Regions from separate parts of the Sus scrofa genome. Here region 1 is linked to region 2. Evidence: chromatin contacts called from public HiChIP or PLAC-seq data. All regions are on one chromosome and are shown on one strand. The core of a region is the stretch at or near the end of the contact, and the rest is flanking DNA. Distances in the headings are between cores, read along the strand shown. Region 1 overlaps ABL2 (Abelson tyrosine-protein kinase 2). Region 2 holds the start of TOR3A (torsin-3A).

Region 1 (6,483 bases), core at 438-2,937, 49 kb before region 2:
ACTACTACCACTGTCTAACTGCAGAACATTTTAATGAGCCCACAAAGAAACCTATACCCATTAGCAGTAATTCACCCTCCCCTCATCCCCTGACAATCACTAACCCCTTCCATAGATTCACCTTTGGCAGGGGTCAGCAAGTTTTTCTAGAGGGCCAGACAGTAAATACTTGAGGCTCATAGCCATACCTTCTCTGTCATTACTCAGATGAACTGCAATAATGAGAAAGCAGCCACAGACAATGCATTAACAAATGAGTGTGTCTGTATCCCAATAAAGTTTTATTAACAAAAGCAGGCAGTTGGTGGGTCATAGTTTTTTCTGATTGTGTAGCATACCTCTACAAACCATATCATTTGTATAGGTGGGGTTCACAAGCAGACAGAGCTAATCTAAGGTGTTAGAAGTCAGCACATGGGGTAAATAGCAGGGGGGAGGGCACAAGAGAGCCTTCTGGGGTGCTGGTAGTACTATAATCCTCTGTGTGGGAGCTGTTTTTACTTGGGTAAGTTCACTTAATAAAAAATCATCAATTCTCTGTTTATTGTACACTCTTCTGTATATACTAGAAGTTCCTTTTGTGAAAAAATAAACTCACTTAGGAGATAAGGCCCAACGGGTGCTTGCTATTTAATTTTATACTTCTTACTGCCTATCATAAATTAACTGTTTTGTTAGCAACTCTCTGAGATAAAATTGTGGCCTTTTCTTTTTAAATGACCTAGACACGCAAAAGCGTATCTTAATGAAATAAAAATGAGAAAATGTTTGAATGCCCTTGCACTATCAAAAAAAAAAAAAAAAAAAAGGAAATCGATGGTTTTCAAATTATGTTCTAAGCCAGATTCTGAGGTGGTATTTCATAAACTTTTATAGGAAGCCAGTCCCCTCTTAGCTATTTTAATCAATGCGTCTCTTCTTTTATCTTATATATTCAGGTTTTTTAGTCCTTTTTTTGCTTAAAAATATTTGAAGACCAGTGATCTTGATGATCAAGAGAGAGGTTTTGGAGGCTTCACTCCCCCTGCCCACCCTCAAGACTAGAACTACTTTAGGAATCATAGGAAGAGTGGTTTAAATGAGATTAAACTGGAGTTCTGTTTCCCCTTTGCCATCATGGTTTAATTCCTAAATTTACCTCAAGAAGATAATGCCTTATCATCTTATCTTGAGATCCGTGAAATAATGACTCCTTTTTGGTTGGTGTAGCTTTTCTCTATTCTCCTCATCAGGTGTATGTAACTGCTGAGAGCCGCTTTAGCACCTTGGCCGAGCTTGTTCACCATCACTCAACAGTGGCTGATGGGCTCGTGACAACACTACACTACCCAGCACCCAAGTGTAATAAGCCTACCGTGTATGGTGTGTCCCCCATCCATGACAAATGGGAAATGGAACGAACAGATATTACCATGAAGCACAAACTTGGGGGTGGTCAGTATGGAGAGGTTTACGTTGGCGTCTGGAAGAAATACAGCCTTACTGTTGCTGTGAAAACGCTGAAGGTGGGTTGCTGAGAATTACAGTTCTCAGGCATCTTTTTCTTGTGTGCTGAATCACTTGGAAATAGCAGCATGCCTTTCTTTAACTTCGGGGCTTTCCACCCACGGGTGCCAAGCACATCAGCAAACTGTGATGATTAACCACGGGTGCTGTTGCTGACAATGCGGGGGCAACTTATTCACTGCAATGCAGTGAAACCCACAGATGGAGAAGGTTTGTCTCTGGAGGCTGTTGATGTAGATCTTAGTGGGAGGTTAGATGCATGTTGTAAGTTGTAAAAACAGAACAAACTGTTTTACTTCCTCAGAACAACCCCTGCTGGACACAATTCTTCATGCACTGTGAGAGAATGATGGGTTCTCTCTTTCTTATTCTGTCCTTTTTCTCTCTGCTGCTATTTCCTCCCTTATCCCTGAGATTAGACCACTTCTTGGTTGTTGTTTTTTTGTTGTTGTTCTTATTTTTTTGTCTCTTCAGGGCTGCACCTGCGGCATATGGAAGTTCCCAGGCTAGGGGTCCAGTCAGAGCTGAAGCCACCGGCCTACGCCACAGCAACGCGGGATCCGAGCTTCGTCTGCAACCTACACCACAGCTCATGGCAATGCTGGATCCTTAACCCATTGAGCGAGGCCAGGGATCACGAGCCGCGTCCTTATAGGTACCTAGTCAGGTTCATTAACCGCTGAGCCACCACGGGAACTCCGACCACTTCTTGTTCTTAATGTTCACAGATATCTTTTTCCTGATGCTACCCTTTCTCTCCTTTAAGCATCCTGGTATCAAATTATACATTTTGTCACTCACTCCATTCTCTCAAGATTCTTTCATATGCCTCAATAGCTTTGTCATGTCACTTGTAAGGACTGCTCTTCACCTATCAATAGTAGTCTGTTTTTGTTTTTTTAGCAAGTATTTATTGAGTGCTTTTTCTGAGTGTGTGAAACAATATTCATAGTCTTGCAAACATGCCTTGCTCCTTAAGGAATTTGTTAGGAAGACAGCTGACTGTTCTGTACCTTTCAGTTGTGATAGGACATGATTGATGAATTTTACTCCACCCCACAAAATTTTGTATAGTTTAAAATAATGAATAAATTTAAGTAGACATTTTTCTTGGAGGATATTATGTTGTGATAAAACTTCCTGAAGTAAATGCTGAAATAGTCAAAAGATATTCCCTTTTCTGAAATTTTAGGATTGTGAGTTGACTCAAATGATTAAGATGGGGGCTTGTCCCTGCCCTCTTTTTCTTTCTTATCTTTCCACCTTTCTAGGAGGATACTATGGAGGTGGAGGAATTCCTAAAAGAAGCTGCAGTGATGAAAGAAATCAAGCATCCTAATCTGGTACAACTATTAGGTAAGGGAGCTTTCCTGAACCATAACTTTCCTCAAAGATGCTTGTCCCCCAACCCCCTATTAACTCCAAATCCTTCTTTTGAATCACTGTGGGTGGAAGCTCCCAGTACAAATCTACTTCTTTAAATGACTTTAATCAGCAGTCTCTGTATTTAAAAATTACCCAAGAAGCAGTAACCTGGATTGATTGCAGTATATATGAAACTGCACAGCCTGTGGTAATTGCCCTGGATCCAAAGTTCAAAATCATTCCAAGTGATACTAAACCAAAAACGGTCACAAAATAGTTTTACAAAATAAAGAGATACTAAGCAAAGGACTGCTGAAAATAAACAGATTAAAAATTGTGACCATCCATCAGTTTGCCTTTACAAGCAGAAAGTGCCATCAATAGACTGCTATCTTACGTGTTTGGGTCACAGAAAAACCGTTGACTAAAACCATTGCTTTTTAAAAAATAGGGTCAGTTTCTTTGGATGTTCAAATTGAGCCAAACCATCCCAAAGGAAATAGATTCTTTTGGTTCTTGATAAGTTATCTGCCATGTGTTAGTGGAATCCTTGATTGTGGAAATAGTCAGAATCTTTTTACAAAGTATTATTACAGACCGGGCTCACATACAGGCTTTACCACATGCACAGTTGCTGTTACTTTTAGGTAAACATGGGCAGCATGCAGTTGAGGATGGGGATTATGTAGGCATGTACAGAACTCTAGATGTGTTGGTAGTCCTGACCCCGTGTGGAATTAGAACAAGCAACTCTGCTTTTGCCAAATAGGCACTTACTCAAAATGGATATGAATTTCCAGAGAATGATAGAATGAGAACAGAGTCCCTTATCAACTAGCTTATATCATTTTTAGGGAATATGATGGCAAGACGGGAAAAGATTACTGCTGAACTAGACTTTAAAAATTGTCAATTATTCTTGAAGTTCCTGCTGTGGCACAGTGGGTTAGGAATCTGATTGCAGCAGCTCAGGTCACCGAGGAGGTGAGAGTCTGCTCCTGGCATTGCGCAGTGGGTTAAAGGATCTAGAGTTGCTGCAGCTGTGGTGCAGATTCAGTCCCTGGTCCAGGAACTTCTATATGCCATGGATGTAGCCATTAAAAAATTGTCAGTTTTTCTTGCCAAAGTGGTTTGCAGTGTGTGAATATATACTAATAAAACAAGCTGTATTTGAACTATCAGGTGTATGTACTTTGGAGCCACCATTTTACATTGTGACTGAGTACATGCCTTATGGGAACCTGCTTGATTATCTCCGAGAATGCAACCGAGAAGAGGTAACTGCAGTTGTACTGCTTTACATGGCCACTCAGATTTCTTCTGCAATGGAGTATTTAGAAAAGAAGAATTTCATCCATAGGTGTGTAAAACCTGGTTATTGCTTATGATTAACCATGAAGCTCTCTTGATTGACATGCAAATAAAAGAAAGAATGTGAGAATTTTAGCAAAAATTTTCAGATGACTCAGGAATTTTCTCTTTTACAGGCACCATTGTAATGACATTGCCAATTTATAAACCCTCCTGTTCTCTGATTAAAGTATTAATGCGAGGCCTTTGTTATTCTCAGAAGAGAAAGCTCTTTACTTTGCCCAGGACTATATCCAAGATCCTTTTGCCCCATCTAGTGGCTTAATTTTAAAAATAGCTTTCTGTCCTAGTAATGAACTTACAGCTGTGTAGAAGAGCATCTGTTGCTCACTTCTGAAGCCTATCCCAAGTATTTGTGAATAGGAACCCCTTTTCTGAAGCCTGCTTTATTCTGGCATCACATAACTCCCTCTTGATGGGGATTCTACAAGTGATGTATAATTAGTGGCTTTCTACCATCTTAGTAATTTTCATAAAATACTACCATATCTGTCAGCACTTATCAAACTGTAAGGGAACTGATAATAGAGCATTCATGATCTTTTTCTACAACCACCTGTATGGAATCACATTTTAGAGTTCTCTTTCCCACAGAGATCTTGCAGCTCGTAACTGCCTCGTGGGAGAAAACCATGTGGTAAAAGTGGCTGACTTTGGCTTAAGTAGATTGATGACTGGAGACACCTATACTGCTCATGCTGGAGCCAAATTTCCTATTAAATGGACAGCACCAGAGAGTCTTGCCTACAATACCTTCTCAATTAAATCTGATGTCTGGGGTAAGAGTGAAAGGAACATTTTCCTGTGTGTTATTTTCTTTATAAATAAATACTAAATTCTTTAGAGCTTATCTTTTATATAATCATGTCTTCTGTCTTTACATTCATCCTTCTTTTAGTCATTCAGCAAGCACTTATTAAATACTTAGTATCTGCTAGGCACTTACCATAGAAAGAAATTATAAAGAAGAAAGTTAAAGAAAAAAGTCTCTGCCTGCGGAGCACTCACAATCTAGGTATTATACTGCACTGGAGTAACAATGATCCTCTCTCTATGAAGCTCCCTGTTGTCCACATTAGGCTTTATTGCTTGTTTCTAGAGCACTGTGACACAGAGTAGCAAACTCTTTTCAAGGAAGGCATAATGAAGTTTCATCTAGAATTTGTCTGTGTAACTGATCTTGTTTTTGTTGCCCTGAAAAGCAATGTGATTTAGCAGAGGCTCAGGAAATAGAACAAGTCAGGAAATTTGGATTGTGGACCAATAGAAATACTTGTAGAATTCTTGGTTTTGTTTTTTGTTTTTTCTTGGTCTTGTTTATCAGAAATATCAATTTCAGGAATAACTTGTGACAAAATCAAGGAAATTCTTTTTACAAGTGTGATTTTTATCTGATTTTAAGTTGAGTCCATTTTTATATTACTCCTCTAGTATTAGCTGACTTAAAAATTGTGAAACTTTTATGAAATAGATCATAAATTGCTCTAAGAATAGATGATTATGCCCCAGGCTTCTTATATTATCATAGTTTACTTTTCCCTCATTGTAGTAAAGGAAATCCCAATAAAAATTGGGAAATTTAAAGAAAACCATTGAGATTGTATCTGAAATGTTCTTATGGCAGATATCTTAGAAAAACAAGTTACGTTATAAGATCTAGAAGAGTAGAAGTTCCCTCATGGCTCAGCAGGTTAAGCATCTGGCGTTATCAACTGCTGTGGCTCGGGTGGCTGCTGTGGCGCAAGTTTGATCCCTGGCCCTGGAACTTCCACATACCCCAGGTGCGGCCAAAAGAAAAGAAAGAAAAAGAATTATGGGAGTATACTAAGGTTATAACAGTGAGAATGTTACTTAAAATTTGAAAGAGTGGTTACCTAATGGTATAAAGTAAATGAGAAAGAAGAAACATAAAACTCCTTTTTTCATCCCTTCTGCAGCTTTTGGGGTTCTCTTGTGGGAAATTGCTACATATGGAATGTCACCATATCCAGGTATTGACCTGTCTCAGGTCTATGATCTGCTGGAAAAAGGATATCGAATGGAACAACCTGAAGGATGTCCTCCTAAGGTGTATGAACTTATGAGAGCATGTGAGTATTTTTGTGTATTTTAATTGTGCAAGTTTGAGTGAGCAATTTTCTATTGCAACATTTTCCTCTTAATGTTGTAAGATTGAGTCCGACCTCATGACATAGAGTCGGTCACTGATCAGCCAGTTGGAATATCATATGCTCTACATTA
Region 2 (6,274 bases), core at 2,676-5,175:
CTGGAGTTCCCCATCCCAGGCAGGACAGTAAGCCCTCGACTGAAAAGAGGCTGCTTGGCAGGGTTCCCCCAGAGATCAGAGCCAGCTCCTGCCACCTGGATTCTGACCTCAGCCCCTGCCCCCTGAGTGTGTGTGAGAGGATGTGCGGAGGGTGGGAGAGTGTGTACATGTCGGTCTTCCGAGTGGGGAAGCTGAGCTTCACAGCAGCTTTACTGCAAAGCCAGGCTGTTCTCTCGGAGGAGGCCTGTCTGACCAGCTGCCTGCCCTTAGGAGCATTTGGCTGCCCCTGACCTCCAAGGCCACACCAGAACTGCCAGGTGACTCGGGCAGTCTGCCCTCAAAGGCTTACATAATCTTCCCAAGTTAACACACTCCAAATATTGGAGCGGAAGGCCAAAGACAGACTCTGTCACCTCTGTCATGCTGCAGTGGGGCTTGGTCATCGTCTGGCTACATGTCTGATTGAACGAAACCCAGAAGAGCGTGGACTGGGAATCTGGGGTTGATGGATGCAGACTATTGCCTTTGGAACAGATTAGCAATGAGATCCTGGGAACTATGTCTAGTCCCCTATGACGGAGCCGGATAATGGGAGAAAAAAGAATCTATACATGTATGTGTGACTGGGTCACCTGCTGTACGGCAGAGAATTGACAGAACACTGTAAACCAGCTATAATGGAAAAAAATAAGAATCATTATATATAGATTAAAAAAAAAAGAAAAATGAACACACGGATCCTCTGGTCCAGCTTGTGTCTGGCCCCCCCTGTGCAGCCGGCAAGGACACAGCCCGGCAGTTTGGGACCTGTGCTTTCCTCCACACGTCCATGGCCTCATCTGGGTGTCGCGGATGCCTCTGCGGGTTACAGGTCCCTCCTCCTCCCCACACCCACGGCTGGCCTGGGCCGCCTTCCTGCCCAGAGGCCTGGGCCCGGGGCTGCACAAGCCTGTGTGAGGCCCAGCCCAGGCAGCCGGCCTCACCTTGTACTGGTCCACATACTTGGGGTGAGGGAAGTGCAGCGTGGCTATGAACACCTGGACGCAGTTGCTCCTCAGCCCATCCCGGAACAGGTTCTCCGCCAGCAGCCGAGCCATGAAGTTCTTGCCTGTGCCAGACGAGCCATGGAACGACAGAGCCAGGGCCTTGTCTGGCTGGGGCAGCTCTAGGTAGCCCCTTACTGCCGCCAAGACCAGCTCCCGGGCCAGGTGCTGACCGTGCAGTCGCACGCGCAGGTCGGCCTCTAGGCCTAGGGGTGGGAACGAGGCCATTGTGAGAAGGGCCCACAGGCACTGTCCCCTCCAGGCTCCGCGATGGCCAAGAGACGGAGCAGTGAACATCTATCTCTGAGGTGAAAGCCATCCTGTTTGGTGGCCTCCATACAAGAAGCCACCAGGCAGACCTTGCAATGGAAGAGATTCAGGGCTATTTGCTAAAGAGTTTGAGAAATCAAGACTGACATAAGGGAGAGAATGGAATCACTGCTCCGCCCCTTTTTGTCTTTTTAGGGCCGCACCTGCGGCATATGGAGGTTCCCAGGCTAGGGGTCCGATCCGAGCTGTAGCCACTGGCCTATGCCAGCACCACAGCAACGTGGGATTGAGCCACGTCTGCGACCTACACCATAGCTCAGGGCAATGCCAGATCCTTAACCCACTGAGCAAGGCCAGGGATTGAACCCGCAACCTCATGGTTCCTAATCAGATTCGTTAACTGCTGAGCCACGACGGGAACTCCTCATTTTATAATTTTCTTTTTCTTTTGGTCTTTTGTTTTTCTGAGGGCCACACCTGCGGCATATGGAGGTTCTCAGGCTAGGGGTCTAATTGGAGGTGTAGCTGCCAACCTACGCCACAGTCACAGCCACACCAGATCTGAGTTGCATCTGAGACCTACACCACAGCTCATGCGATGCTTGATCCTTAACTCACTGAGCAAGACAAGGGATCGAATCCGCAACCTCATGGTTCACAGTAGGATTCGTTTCCGCTGCGCCACAACGGTAACTCCCTCATTTTACCATTTCAATTCAATCCAGCAAACACCTGCTGAAGGCAGCTAGTGTGTACAAAGCCCTCTGCTAGGCCTTCCTTCCTCTCAGCTGTGAGGTTGCAGGGTTTGGATCATGGCCTCTGGGAGCCATGGTGGAGACAGGGAGGCTGCCAGCTGTGGGCAGAAAGAGGTGGGCGCCCTTCACCCTGACATTTCCCTGAATTGCTTCCCCTCCCTGAAGATTCCTGGCCCTTAGGGCTGTAAGGTCCTACCTGTGAAGTTGTTGATGATCCTACAGTCCCCACTGTCACAGCAGTCCTGGAAGCTGCAGTACCACGTGGTCAGGATATCCAGGTACTGCTGGCCCAGCAGGGGAAGACTCCAGCCTGGAAAAGGAGGAGCTGTGAGACAGGGGCGGTGCCCAGAGTTGAGGAGAGGGAACACTGCCTCCCTACCACCAACCAGGCTCTTCTGTTCTCCTGAGCAGTGCCTCAGCAGGGAGGGTGCAAGACTGGGCGCCTCCAGCTCTGAGGAAGTGGGTGGATGGCCTTGCTACACTACAGATGCAGCTCTAGCTGCAGCAAAAGCTCAATTTACCCAACAAATCAGCCTTAAGCACTTTGTCCAGAATGTAAGAAACCCAGGCCCTGCTGGTCCGGCAGGGAGACAGACAGTAACTGGTGATTATCCTTCTTCCTACTTGCTTTGGATTCCAGAATCATCTGATTATGGCCAACCCCAAGTGTCTCAATACTTTTATCAAATGTCAGTTTGAATATACCCATCAGTAACAAAAACCAAACACAAAGACTAAAACAAAAGACTATACAAAAACCATTCACTTGGAATTTAGAAGGCTTTGAATTTAAATGAAAGATATTTCTAGCAGGGGGACCATTACAGCATTCCTATTCCAGGACCTAGAATTAACGACATCGATTGCAAAGGCGCCTCAGAGATCACCGAGTCCACGACAGTGATGTGACAACACTGCCACACCATTTGTCAGAGACAGAAATCAGAACTCGGTGCGGCGGACTCATAACCCAGGCCCCGGCTCCATAAGCAGCAGAGGAGGAGGAGGGGGAGGTACTTGAAGGGTGTCTCCAACCAGGAACTTTCCTTAAAGCCATGGAGAAGGTGGGCAAGAGCAGCAATTTGGAATGATGCTGCCGGGCCCTCAGTCTGGCCGGAACAGCAGCGCCGCAGGCTAAGGCGCCGGCCTGCGTCCTAGGGCCGGCGCGAGGCTCCGAACTGCACCCCGAAGCACTGTGCCCCGCGCTTCTGCCCGCGCGCCCCCGCCTTCCTGAGCCAGCGAGTCTTACCCAGGGGCCGCGCGGGCGCTTCCTCATCCTTCCCACAGGCCTCGGGCCACAGGCGGCAGCTGAAGAGGGCCCAGTAGCGTCTGGAGAGGGCGCCGGCCGCCCTCAGATGCTCCCGCAAGCGCTGGAAGGCCTTCCAGGCCCGACCCGAGTCCGCCTCTGCCGCCTCGTCCCTCGACCTCGCGTGGTCGCCGTGTCCCCGCGCGCCCGGGGGCGGCGGCAGCAGTAGAAGCAGCAGGAGCCAGAGCCAGAGGCAGAACGGATGCCGCCGGCCGCAAAGCATGGCCAGCCCTGCTACCGCTCCCCTCCGCCGCCCGGCCCTCTCGGCCCTTTGGAGCCCCGGGCTGGCGGGCGGGCGCCGGCACTTCCGAGGCCCTGATTGGCTGGGGATTGGCGTTGCCCTGGGAACCGCAGGCAGCTGAACTCGCCCCCACGTGACCCAGGGCGAACCTGGCGTCCGCCGGGAACCGAAACCGACTGGAGCCCGGGAGGGCATCCAGAGGCCGACTGTGGGTTCCGCCACCCAGCGGGGTCTCGCTGCCAGGCAGCAGTCTATCTGGACGACTGTGGTTGCGAAGAAGTCGAAGTCAGGCCTTGAGATGGCCACTGTCAATCACCCGTTGGTTTCGGGGTCTCTGGTGGCCCATCTGAAGCCCACCAAATTAGGGCACCCATTTTGCCTTGTTTCCTTGGCCGCAGATCATCTTCCGGTCAACCTGTTAGTAGAAACTAGGCAACCATCTCACCCTGGAGCTTGAGTTGCTGGGGAAGTCGGCCCTGGGCCTGGCTCCTCTACAAAGGGAAATGAGAGAAGCAAATGATCAGCGGGTTTCTGCTACAGCTGGGAGTCTACCAAAAGCAAGAGGAAGCTGGTGGGCTGCAGTCTGGAGGTATTTGGGTTTTAGAAACGCCCAGAATCATGGGAAACTCCCAAGGTTTCATGTCAGTGTAACCATAGCCCTTTAAAAACAAGTTAGCTGAGTACTGGGTGCACTTCCTTGGCTAAGTTTGCAGCGTTGAAGTGCTTATGAGGGTGAGCACCTTCTCAGATACCACTGGCAAGACCTGAGGGCCTTTTTCCAGGGACTCCCTTCTCCATAACATGTAAGGAGATTGCGAGATTTCTGAAGAGCTTAATGCATTTTTCAAGATCACCTGAAGCCACTGGCCTAAGCACCACCTTGTCCTAGGAAGAAACTTCTGTCTAGAAATCCTGAGACTTGACTAATTTCATAGGTTCAGTGGCCTTGAGGCTGGGCTCTCCTAGCACCACATCACATCTCACAAATGTCACAGCCAAATTGATTTGTATGTTCATTCCAGTATTTTTTTTTTTTTTTTTTTTTTTTGTCTTTTCTAGGGCCGCACCTGTGGTACATGGAGATTCCCAGGCTAGGGGTCTAATCGGAGCTGTAGCCACTGGCCTATGCCAGAGCCACAGCAACGCAGGATCTGAGCCGCATCTGCGACCTACACCACAGCTCACGCAACGCCAGATCCTTCACCCACTGAGTGAGGCCAGGAACCCGCAACCTCATGATTCCTAGTCTGGTTCGTTAACCACTGAGCCACGATGGGAACTCCTCCAGTCTCTTAGATTACACTCAGTGCCGGCCAGGTCTGCTCCATCCTCAAGAGCTCACCAAATGTGCTCCTGCCTTGCATTCAAACAGCTATAGAGAGCAGATAAGCACCTGTGTGAGAATACCGACAGTTAAATTGAAAAGTAACATTAGGAGTTCCCGTCGTGGTGCAGTGGTTAACGAATCCGACTAGGAACCATGAGGTTGCGGGTTCGATTCCTGCCCTTGCTCAGTGGGTTAACGATCCGGCGTTGCCGTGAGCTGTGGTGTAGGTTGCAGACGCGGCTCGGATCCTGCATTGCTGTGGCTCTGGCGTAGGCCGGTGGCTACAGCTCTGATTCAACCCCTAGCCTGGGAACCTCCATATGCCACGGGAGCGGCCCAAGAAATAGCAACAACAACAACAACAAAAGACAAAAAAAAAAAAAAGAAAAGTAACCTTATATCGTGTCTTAGCCGTTCCGAATAATGGCCGAATTGAACCCAAACCTTCCATAGAGCAGAGGCCACCACACCAGTGCTGTGTTATATGCAATGACACTCATGAAACCCTTCAAAGGACAGTTAACAAGGAACACACAATTACGCTTATTTGGAAATTGAAACTATTAACTCATTCAGTAAATGTTGTTTGAGCATGAATGGCAGTCTAGTATAGTGAGTAACCGAATGGCCCCTACTACTTTTTATGTGTCGCCTTGGGTGTTAAGTAACTGTCATTTGCCTCCGTTTCTCCACCTATAAAATGGAGATAAAAGTCACTTCATAGGGGTGCTGTAAGGGTTAACCTTTATTAGTGTATATGCCCCACCCTGGAGGAGACTCTGGATGGTTTATACAGGAGGCTTTGGAAGACTTTATTTACACTAGTGGACTGTACCGGTGAATTAACTTATGGTGATAAAACAACTAGTCTTTACACTAGTTTCTTTAGGAAAATCCAAGTTTTAAGACTGTGGAAATAATTATATACTTGTAACTTTTATGTAGGGCTAACTGCTAATATTTGAGATGTTTTGATTTGGATTTAACATTTCATAGTACATAAAGCAGGTAGCTTGGAAGTTCTTGGACAAATGATTTGATCTCAAGACATATTTTTCCTAATAAACATTTTTTTCACCAGAGTCGGGCCACAAAGAAACAGTGAACACAAATACCAGTTTTTAGATAAGCCTCTATTTTCAAGAAATTGCTAATATTTCAGTTCTCAGCACTTGGAGGCTCCTGGTTGTAACGCTAGGAGCAAGATCTCATGGATGATGGGGACACCTAGAGGCTCTTATGAAAACTACAGGCAGCTAGGATTCCTTAGCAAGCAAACTCAGCACTGCTCAGGAATGCTCCAAGGACGGGAGGCTTTGGCATTGCCCTGGA

Evidence for each region. HiChIP or PLAC-seq counts read pairs in DNA pulled down with a chosen protein or histone mark.
Region 1: an H3K27ac HiChIP or PLAC-seq map of alveolar macrophages shows a contact between it and region 2. The contact joins the enhancer-like site here to the promoter of TOR3A in region 2. A contact is called at or near these places in 1 of 5 promoter capture datasets (liver), 7 of 47 Hi-C or Micro-C datasets (embryonic fibroblasts, heart right ventricle, liver and 1 more) and 2 of 2 datasets of contacts at active chromatin or transcription factors (alveolar macrophages and skeletal muscle).

The regions. Positions count from the first base shown.
Region 1 is chr9:120,903,950-120,910,432 of Sscrofa11.1, reverse strand. ABL2 (Abelson tyrosine-protein kinase 2) reads left to right here. Exons shown (of 13, transcript XM_003482731.4): 5 at 1,233-1,505; 6 at 2,778-2,862; 7 at 4,054-4,231; 8 at 4,837-5,021; 9 at 6,180-6,332. Among named protein-coding and RNA genes, the nearest start is that of TOR3A, 47 kb to the right of the region's middle. Within about 2 kb of position 1,687, at least 4 of the 83 cell types and tissues checked have an H3K27ac peak or open chromatin away from gene starts, as enhancers often do. A contact at or near this core is called in alveolar macrophages, where this site is marked.
Region 2 is chr9:120,857,485-120,863,758 of Sscrofa11.1, reverse strand. TOR3A (torsin-3A) reads right to left here and starts at 3,925. Exons shown (of 6, transcript XM_003130340.5): 1 at 3,318-3,925; 2 at 2,265-2,378; 3 at 984-1,249. The coding sequence starts at 3,810.